3 separate regions of the Mus musculus genome follow, and regions 2 and 3 are each linked to region 1. The links are chromatin contacts, called in public ChIA-PET and promoter capture Hi-C maps. All regions are on one chromosome and are shown on one strand. Each heading gives the region's core, a stretch centred on a gene start, on an enhancer-like site or on the middle of the called end of the contact. The rest is flanking DNA. Distances are from core to core; before and after follow the strand shown. Region 1 holds the start of Scml4 (Scm polycomb group protein like 4). Region 2 holds the start of Foxo3 (forkhead box O3). Region 3 overlaps Pdss2 (prenyl (solanesyl) diphosphate synthase, subunit 2).

The links. Promoter capture Hi-C pulls out the DNA fragments that hold promoters and counts their contacts. ChIA-PET counts read pairs in DNA pulled down with a chosen protein or histone mark.
Region 2: an RNA polymerase II ChIA-PET map of memory CD8 T cells shows a contact between it and region 1, with 55 read pairs. The contact joins the promoter of Foxo3 here to the promoter of Scml4 in region 1. A contact is called at or near these places in 2 of 484 Hi-C or Micro-C datasets (CD8 T cells and regulatory T cells) and 5 of 115 datasets of contacts at active chromatin or transcription factors (double positive thymocytes, large pre-B cells, memory CD8 T cells and 2 more).
Region 3: a contact with region 1 is called in a promoter capture Hi-C map of embryonic stem cells, with 2.2 times the contacts expected there. The contact joins the enhancer-like site here to the promoter of Scml4 in region 1. A contact is called at or near these places in 5 of 39 promoter capture datasets (embryonic stem cells, hippocampal neurons, liver and 2 more), 2 of 484 Hi-C or Micro-C datasets (cortical neurons and embryonic stem cells), 4 of 115 datasets of contacts at active chromatin or transcription factors (embryonic basal ganglia, embryonic forebrain, embryonic stem cells and 1 more) and 1 of 9 other capture datasets (embryonic stem cells).

The regions. Positions count from the first base shown.
Region 1 is chr10:42,858,622-42,862,965 of GRCm38.p6, reverse strand. It overlaps Scml4 (Scm polycomb group protein like 4), which reads right to left and starts at 2,454. Exons shown (of 9, transcript NM_172938.3): 1 at 2,113-2,454. Gm34006 (a long non-coding RNA gene) reads left to right here. Exons shown (of 3, transcript XR_380280.4): 3 at 310-560.
Region 2 is chr10:42,274,808-42,279,151 of GRCm38.p6, reverse strand. It overlaps Foxo3 (forkhead box O3), which reads left to right and starts at 2,457. Exons shown (of 4, transcript NM_001376967.1): 1 at 2,457-2,626; 2 at 3,607-4,336. The coding sequence starts at 3,719. It overlaps Gm38485 (a long non-coding RNA gene), which reads left to right and starts at 4,343. Exons shown (of 2, transcript XR_380269.1): 1 at 4,343-4,344.
Region 3 is chr10:43,438,053-43,442,396 of GRCm38.p6, reverse strand. It overlaps Pdss2 (prenyl (solanesyl) diphosphate synthase, subunit 2), which reads right to left. Exons shown (of 8, transcript NM_027772.2): 8 at 2,149-2,598. The coding sequence ends at 2,440. Among named protein-coding and RNA genes, the nearest start is that of Bend3, 39 kb to the left of the region's middle. Within about 2 kb of position 2,531, at least 95 of the 459 cell types and tissues checked have an H3K27ac peak or open chromatin away from gene starts, as enhancers often do. A contact at or near this core is called in embryonic forebrain, embryonic stem cells, extraembryonic endoderm stem cells and 2 more, where this site is marked.

The sequences.
Region 1 (4,344 bases), core at 1,205-3,704:
CTAAGAAACACTCTGAATTTTGTGTTCCACACCCCGCTTTCCAACAGAAAAGCTATTCTTCAGTGAGCATTCCTTGTTATGTTTCCTTAAATTTATTGCAGTTAAGCATTCGAGATGTAACATTAAGATTAAAAGAAACAAATAAAAACTACTATGTTATGAAAGGTTTAAGGCAATCTGGTCATGATTTTCCAACCATCTAGTCAAAAAAATATTAAAACTTCTGTCTTTGTCCTTCAGGGTATTGTTCAAATTTTTATCACACGCAAGCAGTATTGAATATATTAAAAGTCCTTGGGTTTTTTTCAGTTGGCAAGATCAAAGCGGAGGAGCTGAGGTGACAACCTTTGAGTTTGGCTTGTTTCCTAGATCGCCTATGACCTCCAACCTTCAGCCCCACAACGAGAAGAGAAGCAGAAAGTGAAACTACTGTTGCTCTAGCAGAGAACAGCAGCCGCAGAAGAACTGTGCAGATGAAAGCCGAGCTTGCCCGCTCGTTCTTCCTGTCTCGTTATTGCTCATATATAGCTTTTAAGGAAATAAAAGTAATTTTGGTGACACGGGTAAGACATTTAAATGTGGTAAAACAACTAAGATTTGGGATTTTGTTGGATCTGTGTTTCCTCTTATGACACAAATCAGACAGGCAGATTTGGAGAAGGTTTCTACACACACACACAGTCACAATGTTAAGAGTGAGAGAAACACATTCATGTTTTAATAGTAGTTGACAGCTATATTTTAAAGGTAGACTGTAAAGCTACCAAGCGGCTTCTCTGCACGGGGCATCAATGTTTACATTTTAGCTGCATTTTGATGCTACGCAGTGCTAGTTTTCTAGGTAATTGCCACCCAGTAGCTGTTACTCAGATCGACTGAGCCACTTCTACCAAGCAACAAGCACACAAAATGTTCCATAAAATACTGTCTAAATCAGGCACCTTCTCCTCTACAGCCATCTCCATACTTCTACATGTTCTCCAGACATTCCGTTTTGTTTTGTTCTTAATGAGAAAAAAGTCTTGAGGAGGGAAAGACATCTATGTCTCTTACCCTTCAAAAAAAAATGTTCCTTAGTTGAGAAAGGAATTAAAAACATGGAACACACAACAACCACATCTGGATCACTTTTCAAGCATCCCAGCTACAAAGCCCCATTTCTCAGAGAGCTGCTGATGGTCCTAGCCCTCTTGAGAAATGTCATGACCCTAGAAAGACAACACAGCAAGCCGCCACCTCTGGCTTATTGTCGAAAATAACGGCAAGAACTTAGACTCAAGCGCATCAATGATGAGTGAAAACTGCTAACTCAGCAGCCATACCCACTGGTCCTGTCCATCCGCAGAGCAACCTGTAGACGACACCCGGGGCTGCAGGCAGAATGAGTGGAAGCTATTTGGGGTCACATAGGACTGTGTGAGGGGAGGAGGTGACTTTGTCTTTGAACTTGGGGAAACTCCAAACATTCCATACTAACCTGTTAGTTATTTCCTCCTAAAAAAACTAATAGCAGGAACTTGCAAACAATTAATACTCTCCTTATCTATGACTGGTACATCAGCAACCAACAAAAACACATGAAATATCCCATCTGCAGCATTCAACACAAGTAAATAAAATTCAATTTGAAAACAAATGCTTTGATGAGTGCTTATATCACAGCCAATTTTAATAATCAATTTTAGGTAAATATTTGTAACCTAATCCATACTACAAATTTTAAATTAATAATACAAAATAAGACAAAATTATTATTAGGAAAAAAACCATATTCATGTTTGAAATAATAAAAAATTTGCACATATTTACATATAGACTTAAAGAGAGGTTAAGTGTATACATGTCAAAAATGGTTATAAACTGTGTTTTTACTTTAAATCTCCCTTTGATATATAGTTAAAAAAAATCAAACATTATATTTTGCATGTTAGGATCCGAAGTTTACCCACCGGGCTCAGTAGTTTTAGCACCAGACACTCGTGCATTGCCAGAGAGGCAGGCATGCAAACCCTCCCAAATAAACTAAAGCAGGTAACCTGTTGTGCCGCCAGCCCAAAGAGAAGGAGCCATACAATGTACCACAGCACACCCGCCAGCATGCGTCTCCCTTACCTACAGCTTGGTCACAGAGCCCTGACCAGGGTGTTGCTTGCTGAGGTCTGGAGTGGTGGCTTAGAAGACAGGTGACTTCCTGCACACACACTGCGAGTATGGCACAAGCTATCTTCCACCCGTGTGCTACGCCTGCCTCACAGCTAGTCGCCAGCAGCCCAGCTCGCCGCCGCTGCAAACATCTCATTAGACTAATGCATTCAGTACAGGCAGAACACTCGATTTACCATAGCTACAGCAGTGAATTTCCATTACGATGACAGCTTCAACCACATCATGTCCGGAAAACCAGCCAACCGCTGGCTTCTAAAGAACACACACACATTTTACATGCAGAAAGCGAGGACTCTGTGTGTGTGTGTGTGTGTGTGTGTGTGTGTGTGTGTGTGTGTGTGTGTGTGTGTTATTTCTTTCCTCTGTACAGACAGACCAGCTAAGAGAAATACACAGCACAGCTTTTTGTGAACAGCAGCCGCCAGGTAATGATACTTCTGCTTCTTAGATAGTTACTTCCTTGTAAGAAACTGAATTATGTCACAATAGTCAGAATGGGTGTTTCCTGCATTTCAGTTTTCATTACCCCTCCTCCGTTGCCATAGAAACCAGACTGTAACATCATCTCTTTGTCCCAGTCTTGCAGCAGTGAGGGCCACACCAGGCTTATAAGACTGTTACGATCTGACAAGGCTAATGTTTGGCTTTGGGGGGAAAAGAAGAAGAAAGAAAGAACAATGGTATACCAACAGAAAGCCTGTGTGTTGTCAGAGGTGTGGACCTGTACTGATGACACACTGTGGCTGTACCTGTTAGCTCTAAAGCTGCCTATCCTACGTTTAATCCACATCTGTGTGTGCACATCTGGAAGTGTTTCTCCATGCCCAAACACTCTTGGGACCTGCCTGGGAAAGGGCTGCTGTCTCTCCTCCATACCCACTGCCTGTCCACTAAACCAGTTTACACCAGAGAAGGTGCCTTTTCTCCTCCCTTCTTTTTATAAAGTGAGTCGAGGTTTTCTGCTGCTGACTTGACTCATCTGGGGAAATGGGATGTGTCTCAAGTGTGTCTTATAAGATACCTGGTTTACAAATACAGGCTGTCTACCGGGTTTGCTTTTAGGGACAGGGAGCATGCTTGTAGCCAGGACTGACATTAAACTAATTTGGAAGGTCTGGGTCACAGCTTAGCCAGTTACTGAGTATGAAAAATTAAAAAGGACCTACAATTTGAATGCATATGTAGTGTGAAGTAAATTTGTCCCCTCAAATTAAATAGATACAGGAAATTGATGTTTTTTTTAAGTCAAAGCATTATCCTTACTAAGAAAGAAGGAATTCCCTGGGTGGCATGTGTCCTTTCTGCCTAGGTCCGCTGCCTGCCACAGCCCTGACTCCTCTGCCCCAAGGTGGTTCCCAGGCTGGCCGGGGCCTGGCCCAGCTTGGATGGCAGTCTCCATTCCTACCAAGTGCCATAAAGAGTCAAAAATTTGTACCAACAGTGTAGTATGTGTCCCCTTTGACATCCAAGGGAATCAAAGGCTGATTAGTGAAACAAGATTGGCCCATAGAAGCTCTCAATAAATTTCTATTTTATGAAAGATACAGACAGTTTGGCCCAAGTAGAAATTATTAGGGTTATGGGACTGGCTTTGGACTGAAATTCATGATGTAGAAATGGAAAAGTAACACGTTCACAACAAAGTGCAGACTCACGCTGTTAAGGAACGTAGATGGGAAGAGACATAGAGCTCTCTCCTCATGGGAAGAGGCCTTAGGGGAGGCGGTGAGCTGCCGAAGACAGCATCATGGCTCGCCACTGACCTACAGCAACCCTTTTGGACTCGTATTTAAACTATTGAGGGTTTTTTCCTTTGGAAATAAATATGTTATAAAACTGAAGGGGAAAAGTAAAAATGAAGACAAGGAAAAGAAGGAATCCACATCCTTTATTTACCTGTTGAGTTTTGATGTTCATTCAGGAAAATACAGTCTTGGAAGTTTTGTTTTGGAGGGGGTGTGTCTGTACTTTCTTATAACTTAGTTCATTTAAAGAAGAAGCCTAAGGAAGAAGATGAGAAGGAGAAAAGAAATTAGAAGCCAGCCAGGTGTGGGCGACAAACTGTGATGTCATCATTCAGGAGCCAGAGGCAGAAAGAAATGGGCCAGCCTGGGCTATGTGGGGAGTCTCAGGGCAACTTCAGCTATAGAGTAAGGCCCTGGGGAAGAGGGAGGACAC
Region 2 (4,344 bases), core at 1,208-3,707, 580 kb after region 1:
CACGCATATATGTATATGGTATATATATATGTACATATATACATATATATATATATATTTGGTGTTTTAAAAACAGTGAGTGAAGTCTTTGGCGTTTGCGTTGCACATTGCAAAGTATCAGTGAGCTGGCCTTCTGGATCTGGGCACAGAGCCTAACACCAGATTCCAGGTAATAAACCCTAACCTCTCTGCACAAATCCCCACTCATTTGAGGCACAGGCAATCGAAGCTGAATTTGTGACCCCACATCACCATCTATATTGCCAGGCTGTAAATCAAAATCAAGTTCTGGGCTTATTTAGTGGATCAGACTGGAAAGGACAGAGGCGGGTCCTAAGGTAGCATAGCAACCCTAAAAGGCAGAATTCCTTTCTTCAGCTCCACTTTCCGAAGACAAGCCGAGGTGATGGAAATATATTTATTCGTAAATGGGCCGAGCCATGCAGCCCGAAAACCTGCACCAAAGGACTGGGGATATTTGTAGCAAGGTCACAGACCACGCAGGGTGTTAAGTGTCCACCTTGTGGTCCAGGTGTGTGCACCGGTGTGTATCTAAAGCAGTTGCTTTGTTCTGGTGAAGGCAGGAGCCCCAAGAGCACGCAAAGGAGGCAGCGTTTCTCGGTCTGCGCCCTTGGTCTCTGCAGCTGCTTGGGCAGCGCGAGAATCTCGCCGTCCAGATGCGTGGTCCGGACTTCTGGGCTATGCGGGAAGCGGGTTACGGGCCAGCCTGGCTTCCTTGCAAACAGCGCCCGGGGAGGCCGCGGCAGCGCGGGCCTCGCCGCGTCCCTCCGCCGACGCGGGCGGCCCCACGCGCCAGCCGTTCAGCCAGCCCCACATTCCATCTCAAAAATAACACACACGTGTGCTGGTAAACAAGCGCGCCAGCCGCCGGGGCTGCGCGTCCCGGGCGAGCCCGTGCAACGCGCCCCCTCCTCCCGCACGTGCCGCCGGGCTCCGCCCACGGGCTTTGCGCAACCAGGCTCCGCCCCTCCCGTCTCGCCAGGGCCCTGGGGTCCTAGAGCCCGCCGTGCTAGCAAGCTGGCCTCGCCGAGGTTCTCAAAGTTTCTCGCCCTGATAGAGCGTGCGGCTCAGATCCGCTCCCTACCTCCTTTCCCTCCTCCCTGCACAGTCCTCCTCTAGTCCTCCCGCTGTCTGCGCGGCGAAGGCTGCCACTCAGCGCGCCTTCGCTCTCCCTCCCCTCTGTCCTTGCAATTTTACTCGATTGTTTATTATTTGCTGGGGGCGGGGGCGAAGAGGAGCGAGAGGCGTCTGGAGCCCAGAGACTGGCGGCGGCGGCCAGTCAGCGCTCGGCGTGGCTTGACGAGGAAGCCGCGCAGCGAATGGCGATGCGGCGCAGGGCTCCGGGGTCACGCGCGTGTAGAGACAATGACATCATCTGTTTGTACGCGTCGAACTAGCTTGGTGCAGGGGCGGGGGCCTCACGTCACTTGAGTGACGGATCACGCGTAAAGCCTGGAGGCCGGAGTTCCGGGGTGGGCGGCCTCTGCAGGCTCTTTTAGGCTGGCTCTTTTGGGGTATTGGGTTGTTGCGGAGCCCAGACTTTAGCTGCAGAGACCGAGAGGGTTTTGTTTGGAAAGATACGTATGAACCAGAATGCATGGTAGACTTTTGGTATGCATGTCGCGTGTGGCGCAGAAAAGCACACAGTACGGCCGGGAGGCACGGATCGTGGGATAAGGGATTGTGAAGGTGCGATCTGAAGTCTATAGACTTAGAAAAGTCAAGCACGTAATCAGCTGCTTTAGCATAAGAAAACTGTTGCCCGCTTCCAGTTAGCTATCTTCTGCTCCTGCGTTCAGGACTGGGGCGCACTGCACTTTTCTTCCTGAGTTGCACTTTTCCCACTTAGCCTTAAAATCCGTGAAAAGCGAAGCACGACTGTCGCCGGGTGTCCCAGGTGAGGGTCCAGTGACACACCTTTCGGCGCGATCTTCGCCGGCCAGTGTTTCCACGCCCAGGTAACCCTTGTCACCTGCGGCTGCCGGCTTAACCCGGGTGTTCCCTGGTGTCAGGTTCTAATAAGGAACCCGATACTGGGGCGGGCTCCGACCCCACGCACCCACGGGCAGGCCACGGGCCCACGAGCCAAACGCAGGGCCCAAGGCTGAGAGCGCGGGGCGGCGCGCAGTGGTGTGTTGTCTGACCTGGCCTCCCGTCCCGGGCCAGCGTGGCCGCTGAGGTCCCCAGGAGAGCGCGGGACCCCAACCGGGAGGGCTGCGGAGCCGGCCGAGTCCCGACCCGCGCGCGCCCGCCCCCATTCCCGCAGCCCCGCGCAGGCGCGAGGGCGCACACACGCGCACTCCCACACGCACGCACAGCAGCCCTCCCGGCCCCCGCCCCAGCCCTCCCCCTGGGCGGGGACCCGCCCCGCCGTCATCCTAGGTTGAGGCTCCCTGTGAGTGGCTATAACTTTGTGCTGCTGCCGCGGCCGCCCTGCTCGTGGAAGGGAGGAGGAGGAATGTGGAAGGCGGCGGCGCAGCACAGGCTGACAGGCGGTTCCTCCGGCGGGCTGCGGCGGCGGCCCGAGAGTCCCCTCGTCGCGGTGCCCTGGGCTCGCGCGGAATCGTACGCCCTCCCGCCTCGTTCCTGAAGGGAAGGAGCCGAGGTAGGCGCCGGAGCTTTGCAACGGGGCGGCCGCCTTTCCAGTGACTCCGGATCTGTTTCCGAGCTGGGCCAGGCGCTTCCCTTTCCCTCCCCGTGACTCGGTGTGCTCCCCCCCTTCTCTCCCGCTAGTGTCTTTAAAGGACTTGAGGGAAGGGGGAACTGTCAAGATGGCAGCAGCGGGAGCAAGGAGGTGATGAACGGTGCTGGTCCGGGTTTTCATGCAGTCCGAGAGATTTGGCGCTTCCCGACCTGTTGGAAGATTTATGTTCCCACTTGCTTCCTCCTTCCCGTTTCTGACCTGGAAGGGGGCGGAGGGCCCCACGTCCCCAAGAAAATACATCTCAGATCTTCTTAGTCCTGCGGGGTCGGCCCTCTCTCTCTCTCTCTCTTGTTGGAAGTGATCTTGGCAGGTCTGCACCCAGACCCCCACGCTCTCCCTGCTGGTCCGCGGGCGGAGAGGAAAAGACGGGAGTTGCCCGCGCCAGCCCTAGGGGGCCTCTCGCCTGGGAGGGGTGGGGGGGATCGCAGGGCTGGGGAGCGGGAGAAGAGCCCAGGACTCTGCTGACTTGCCCTGCGCCTCCGCGGGAGGCACTTGAGCGAGCCAGAGCCAAACATAAACAAACGCACGCACGCACGCTCGCCCTCCGACCACTGCGGAGCTGTTGGGGTCCGGAGGCCGCCCACACTTAATGGCGCGGCCACCCCTCCCCCGGGACGCCCCTCCCCCCTCCGCCCCGCCATCTAGTCCGGGAGAGACCTGCGGTTCTGGCGACGGCAGCGGGGGAGGGGGCTGCCCCGCGCGGGGCCGTCGATTCGCTCGCGTCTCCCGGGCGGCCAGGCCAGGGGGCGGCGTCTGCTGCGCCAGGTTCGCGGGACGCACGTCCCCAGGTCTATCCGTTCTAGGTGGCGGCCGCGGGCGAGGAGTCTCCGCGGACTAGGCTCCAACACAGGATAACCAACTCTCTCTTCGCGCTTCCCTAGGTAGCTGGAGCTCGAACCTTCGCGGTGCCCCGTTCCTCCCCCGCCGCACCCAGCCTGGGCTCGAGAGGAGAGAGCAAGAGCCCAAGCCGCGGGCGGCGGGCAGGCGGCGAAGATGGCAGAGGCACCAGCCTCCCCGGTCCCGCTCTCTCCGCTCGAAGTGGAGCTGGACCCAGAGTTCGAGCCACAGAGTCGGCCACGCTCCTGTACGTGGCCCCTGCAGAGGCCGGAGCTGCAGGCGAGCCCGGCCAAGCCCTCGGGGGAGACGGCCGCAGACTCCATGATCCCCGAGGAGGACGACGATGAAGACGACGAGGACGGCGGCGGCCGAGCCAGCTCGGCCATGGTGATCGGTGGCGGCGTGAGCAGCACGCTGGGTTCCGGGCTGCTCCTCGAGGATTCGGCCATGCTGCTGGCTCCAGGAGGGCAGGACCTCGGGTCGGGGCCAGCGTCCGCCGCAGGCGCTCTGAGTGGGGGCACGCCGACGCAGCTGCAGCCTCAGCAGCCACTGCCACAGCCGCAGCCGGGGGCGGCTGGGGGCTCTGGGCAACCAAGGAAATGCTCCTCGCGGCGGAATGCCTGGGGGAACCTGTCCTATGCCGACCTGATCACCCGCGCCATCGAGAGCTCCCCGGACAAACGGCTCACTTTGTCCCAGATCTACGAGTGGATGGTGCGCTGTGTGCCCTACTTCAAGGATAAGGGCGACAGCAACAGCTCTGCGGGCTGGAAGGTGCGTGC
Region 3 (4,344 bases), core at 1,282-3,781, 580 kb before region 1:
CCAAGATTTTTTTTTAAAGATTTATTTATTTATTATATGTAAGTACACTGTAGCTGTCTTCAGACACTCCAGAAGAGGGCATCAGATTTTGTTACAGATGGTTGTGAGCCACCATGTGGTTGCTGGGATTTGAACTCCGGACCTTTGGAAGAGCAGTCGGGTGCTCTTACCCACTGAGCCGTCTCACCAGCCCCCGAAACCAAGACTTTTAATTGAAGGTTTTGTTTTGTTTTGAGACAGGGTTTCTCTGTGTTGCCCTGGCTGTCCTGGAACTCACTTTGTAGGCCAGCCTGGCCTTGAAACTCAGAAATCTGCGTGCTTCTGCCTCCCGAGTGCTGGGATTAAAAGCGTGCACCACCAGGCCCAGCTTTTTTTTTTTTTTTTTTTTTTTTTAAGGAGGAGACAGAATAGAGGTCACAGAAGCTCTTGGAAGACAAAAGAGAGGTAGAAAGATCCCAAAGAAGCAAAGGTGGGTGTTGAAATACAGGAATCCAGGACCATGTCACATGTCATATAAGGGCAGATGGAATGGTTTAGGTCATGTGAGGAGACTGGACGTTTAGCTGCCTGTCAGAGCTTCCAAGATCCCCCCCTCCCCCCCTATCTCATGCAGCATGTTTACTAGGTCATCAGAAATGGTGAACTTTGCATGTTTTCAGACAGGGTCTTTTTCGTCCAAGCTGGCCTCTGAACTCACTATGTAGCTTAGCCGGGCTGCCTCTGCCTCCCAAAGTGCTGGGAGTGGCCACTCCAGTGTGACAGTCACTCATACACAGATCTGGAAGGCACTCATTCATTTCCTATCATCTCCTGTTACAGGAGAGGAAATTGAGGTGAGAGGGGAGTGACTTTTGACCACACAGAGAAACAGATCCGAGGCGTGGGGTAGGCTCCTTCTCAGGAAAGTTAATGATTAGAACCTACTCAGAGCTATAGCATTGTCACCATAGTTACTAATTAAGCCATGCTCACTGAGAAGACTCGCTTCAAACAGACAAGTGCAATGCTCTATGGGCAATCTATAGATTGTGGTAGTGTGACCCAGTCACTTATCTTGGAGTCCACTCATAACAGCTTAACCTCTGTGGGCTTACACGTCCTCCTCACTGCAGGCCACAGGAGGGCCTGCTTCAAACTTTTGGGAGGAGGAATTCAACTAAGATGACTTCCCTAGTGTTTGAGCAGAGTAGGTAATACAATCTGCTTCCCGTGTTTTCTGTCTCCAGATAGGGCTGTAATTACACACAGGAGGAGGAAAGGCAGTCGAGACCAGTTATGTAAACTCAGCCTTCTTGTCAACGGGATTCTCCGATTGCATTTGTGCAAACCACGGCAACCGTCTGCCAACCGCATGGAGCCAGAATCCGATTGCAGGCCTATGTGAGCGCTTGTATTCTTTCTGGAACTCAGTGTCTGTGTCTCAATATCAAAAGTTGACATTCTGAGGTTAAAACAAAACTCTCACCAACCAAGGCCCAGTACTACAGTTACACTGCTGAAAGCTGGGGACACCAGAGGGAGTCCCCCAGACAAAGTGTCATAAATGGATACGTGGCTTTTGAAATATAGAAACTGGCCTTTGAATTGTATCTTTTTTGTTTGTTTTCCAGACAGGGTTTCTCTGTGTAGCTCTGGCTGTCCTGGAACTCACTCTGTAGACCAGGATGGCCTCGAACGCAGAGATCAGCCTGCCTCTGCCTCCCGAGTGCTGAGATTAAAGGTGTGTGCCACCATGCCAAGCTTGAAATGTGTCCTAAATTTGATCTTTAAGAAAGAAAGGCAGACACTTTCTTATACAATTGAGTCAACACTTGGTAACATTTTAATATTCAATTTCAAGTATTTGGCAGCTTAACATCTCCTTCACTTCTCCCAAATCTGATAAGAACTAGGATGCCCAAGCCTCTCACACTATATGCACATGATTTCAAGACAGCAGGCAACACAGACTTTTGCTTAATGCGTTGAGGTCTTCTCCACTACGACAGACTGGTCATTGGTGTTGATGTGTCCCCCAGAGCTGGCATCCAGTGCTTCGCTCGACACCTGCAGCTTCCAGCTTGCTCTGTCCTCTGTGGAAGGAAAACCACAGCCACCGCCCTGGCGCCATCCCGGGCTTGGTCCAATCAATAAGGACTTATTTCCTGTCCATTTGCTGAGGTCACGGGAGCGAGTCTCATTAATTATTTCTGTTGCTGAAGCCTCAAGTGTGCTCTGGCGTGACAAGTGAAAACCGCGTGACCTTTTTCCTTCTCGTTTTGTTTGTAGTGGTTCCAAAGGATAGATTCATTAAGCAGTCAGATAAAGGACAGAAAAAAAAAATACATATATTTCTAAAGTCATTAAACACGTTACTTATTTCATCACCAAAAGCTCTCCTGTCCGCCTCATTCTCTGGGTTTTTCAGCTAAGGAACAATAGTGTCTTTTTAATTTGGTGTCAAGAAAATCTGGTCACAGCAAACACAATGTTTTCTAAAGCCGATCTGGCCTCTGAGGGAGGGAAGCTCTCCAGGGCCTCTAGTGCCTTGTTTCCATGGTAACGACACAGGTCAATAGCTGAAGTCACACCTTTGCCAGCTTTGATTGTTTCTCGCAACTGTTAGGAAATAAATGCACAATAAGTCAGGTTTTGGTTGTACAGTGAGGACCACAATTTAACTGGGGGTGGGAGTGAGGGACAGGAAACACGTAAATCCAGTATTTCTGCTCTCTCGTCTGGAGAAAGAGGACAGGTTTCCAGGTGCTCTCCAGACACCATCACCTCCCTAAGGCTACGGGAGCCTCGCTCCAGAGCAGCACAATGGCTCCAATCAGCCCAATTACAGCTCCTCTCACAGCCACCCCTTGATCTGCACAGAGTCCCATGCTGGGAAGGCAGTAATGAAGGCCAAGCTGTGGTATCTCTGGCATTTGGAATTCAACAGCGAATTCAACAGCCTCTATTTTATGTGTGTGTGTGTGTGGGAGGGGGTGGGGGGTGGGGAGGGAGGAGGAGCCTCCATTAACATCTTCAAACTTAAAAAAAAAACAATTCAAACACCTTATGTTGATACAATAATCAAAATTCAAGAAAAACACATATTATTAAATCTGAGTATGACTTATTTAAAAACAAAAATATTTTCCTCGGGAAAATGGAACAAAGCATTTTTGCTAATGTAGTGGTTCTCACCAGCCAGCAAATTGACTTCCGGTCTCTCTCTGTGACCAAAGAAAGAACCAAAGGGTCTGACGGGCAATGCTCACCTTTAATTCCAACACTTGGAAGGCAGAGGCAGGTGGATTTCTGTGAGTTAGAGGTCAGCCAGGACTACATGGCCAGACTCTATTTCAAAAAACAAACCAACAAACAGAAAAACAAAGAGGGGGCTGCAGATTTGCCTTGGCCTGCACTCTCCTCCATCTCTGGCGGCTCCCCAAAGCTTCCACAGGCAGCTAGCTGCACGCATATGCGCCAGGCCATACAAGTGACTAGCAATAACATCTTAAAAACACTAAACAAAATCATTATAGTTGTAGTTGGAAAAGGCTTCATCTTTTGAACTTAAATGACCTTGTCCTGTTCAATAGTCTCAGTGAGGGTCTCCCTCACTCCCTCACCTAGGCACCAGGCAGTCCCTGGCTAGCTCACCTGAGGCCAACTCCTCTGACTCTTAGAGACTGGGTGGGGCCAGGTAGTAAGACCCAGTCTATGAGTCATGGAAGATGCATGCTATGGACGGGATGCAGCACGGAACTGTCCGTGGGAATCCCTCTAGGGCTTTCCCTCTGGCGCTGGGGTAGCCCCACAGCAGAGATATTCTACTGCCTGGATACCTGAGTCACAGCAGGGAGCATTACAGCCTTCCTGTGAACGTTTCCTTTTCGTTTTCTGAGACAGGGTTTCTCTGACCTGGATATCCTGCCAGGAAGGTGCTGGCTGTCCTGGAACTCAGAGAGCTGCCTGCCTCTACTTCCTGAGTGCTGAGACTAACAGACAGCATTGCCACCGCTGGACGGATGTGGACATCTTCACTGACAGTCAGCAAGCCCTCATCTCTGCAGCTCCTTTGAGCTCTTTGATTTTCTACTTTTTAAACTGTGCTACACTGGGGTTCTCATCTTCCCCCCAGCTAGGTTATTTTCACATCCTAAAGATCCTTCCCAAGCTCCATCCACATTGCCACACTGCCAAAAAGGTTTATAAATCAAATACGGTCTCGTCTAAAATCTGTCACTGCCTTCCGACAGCCTTAGCAGTTCAAGTTCCCCAGGAGGAACAAGAGTCCTCTCTCCAGTCCCTCCCAGCTTCGTTTTTCTCCCTTCTGTCTTCTGCTCATGTATTAAGGGGAGCTAGCCGCAG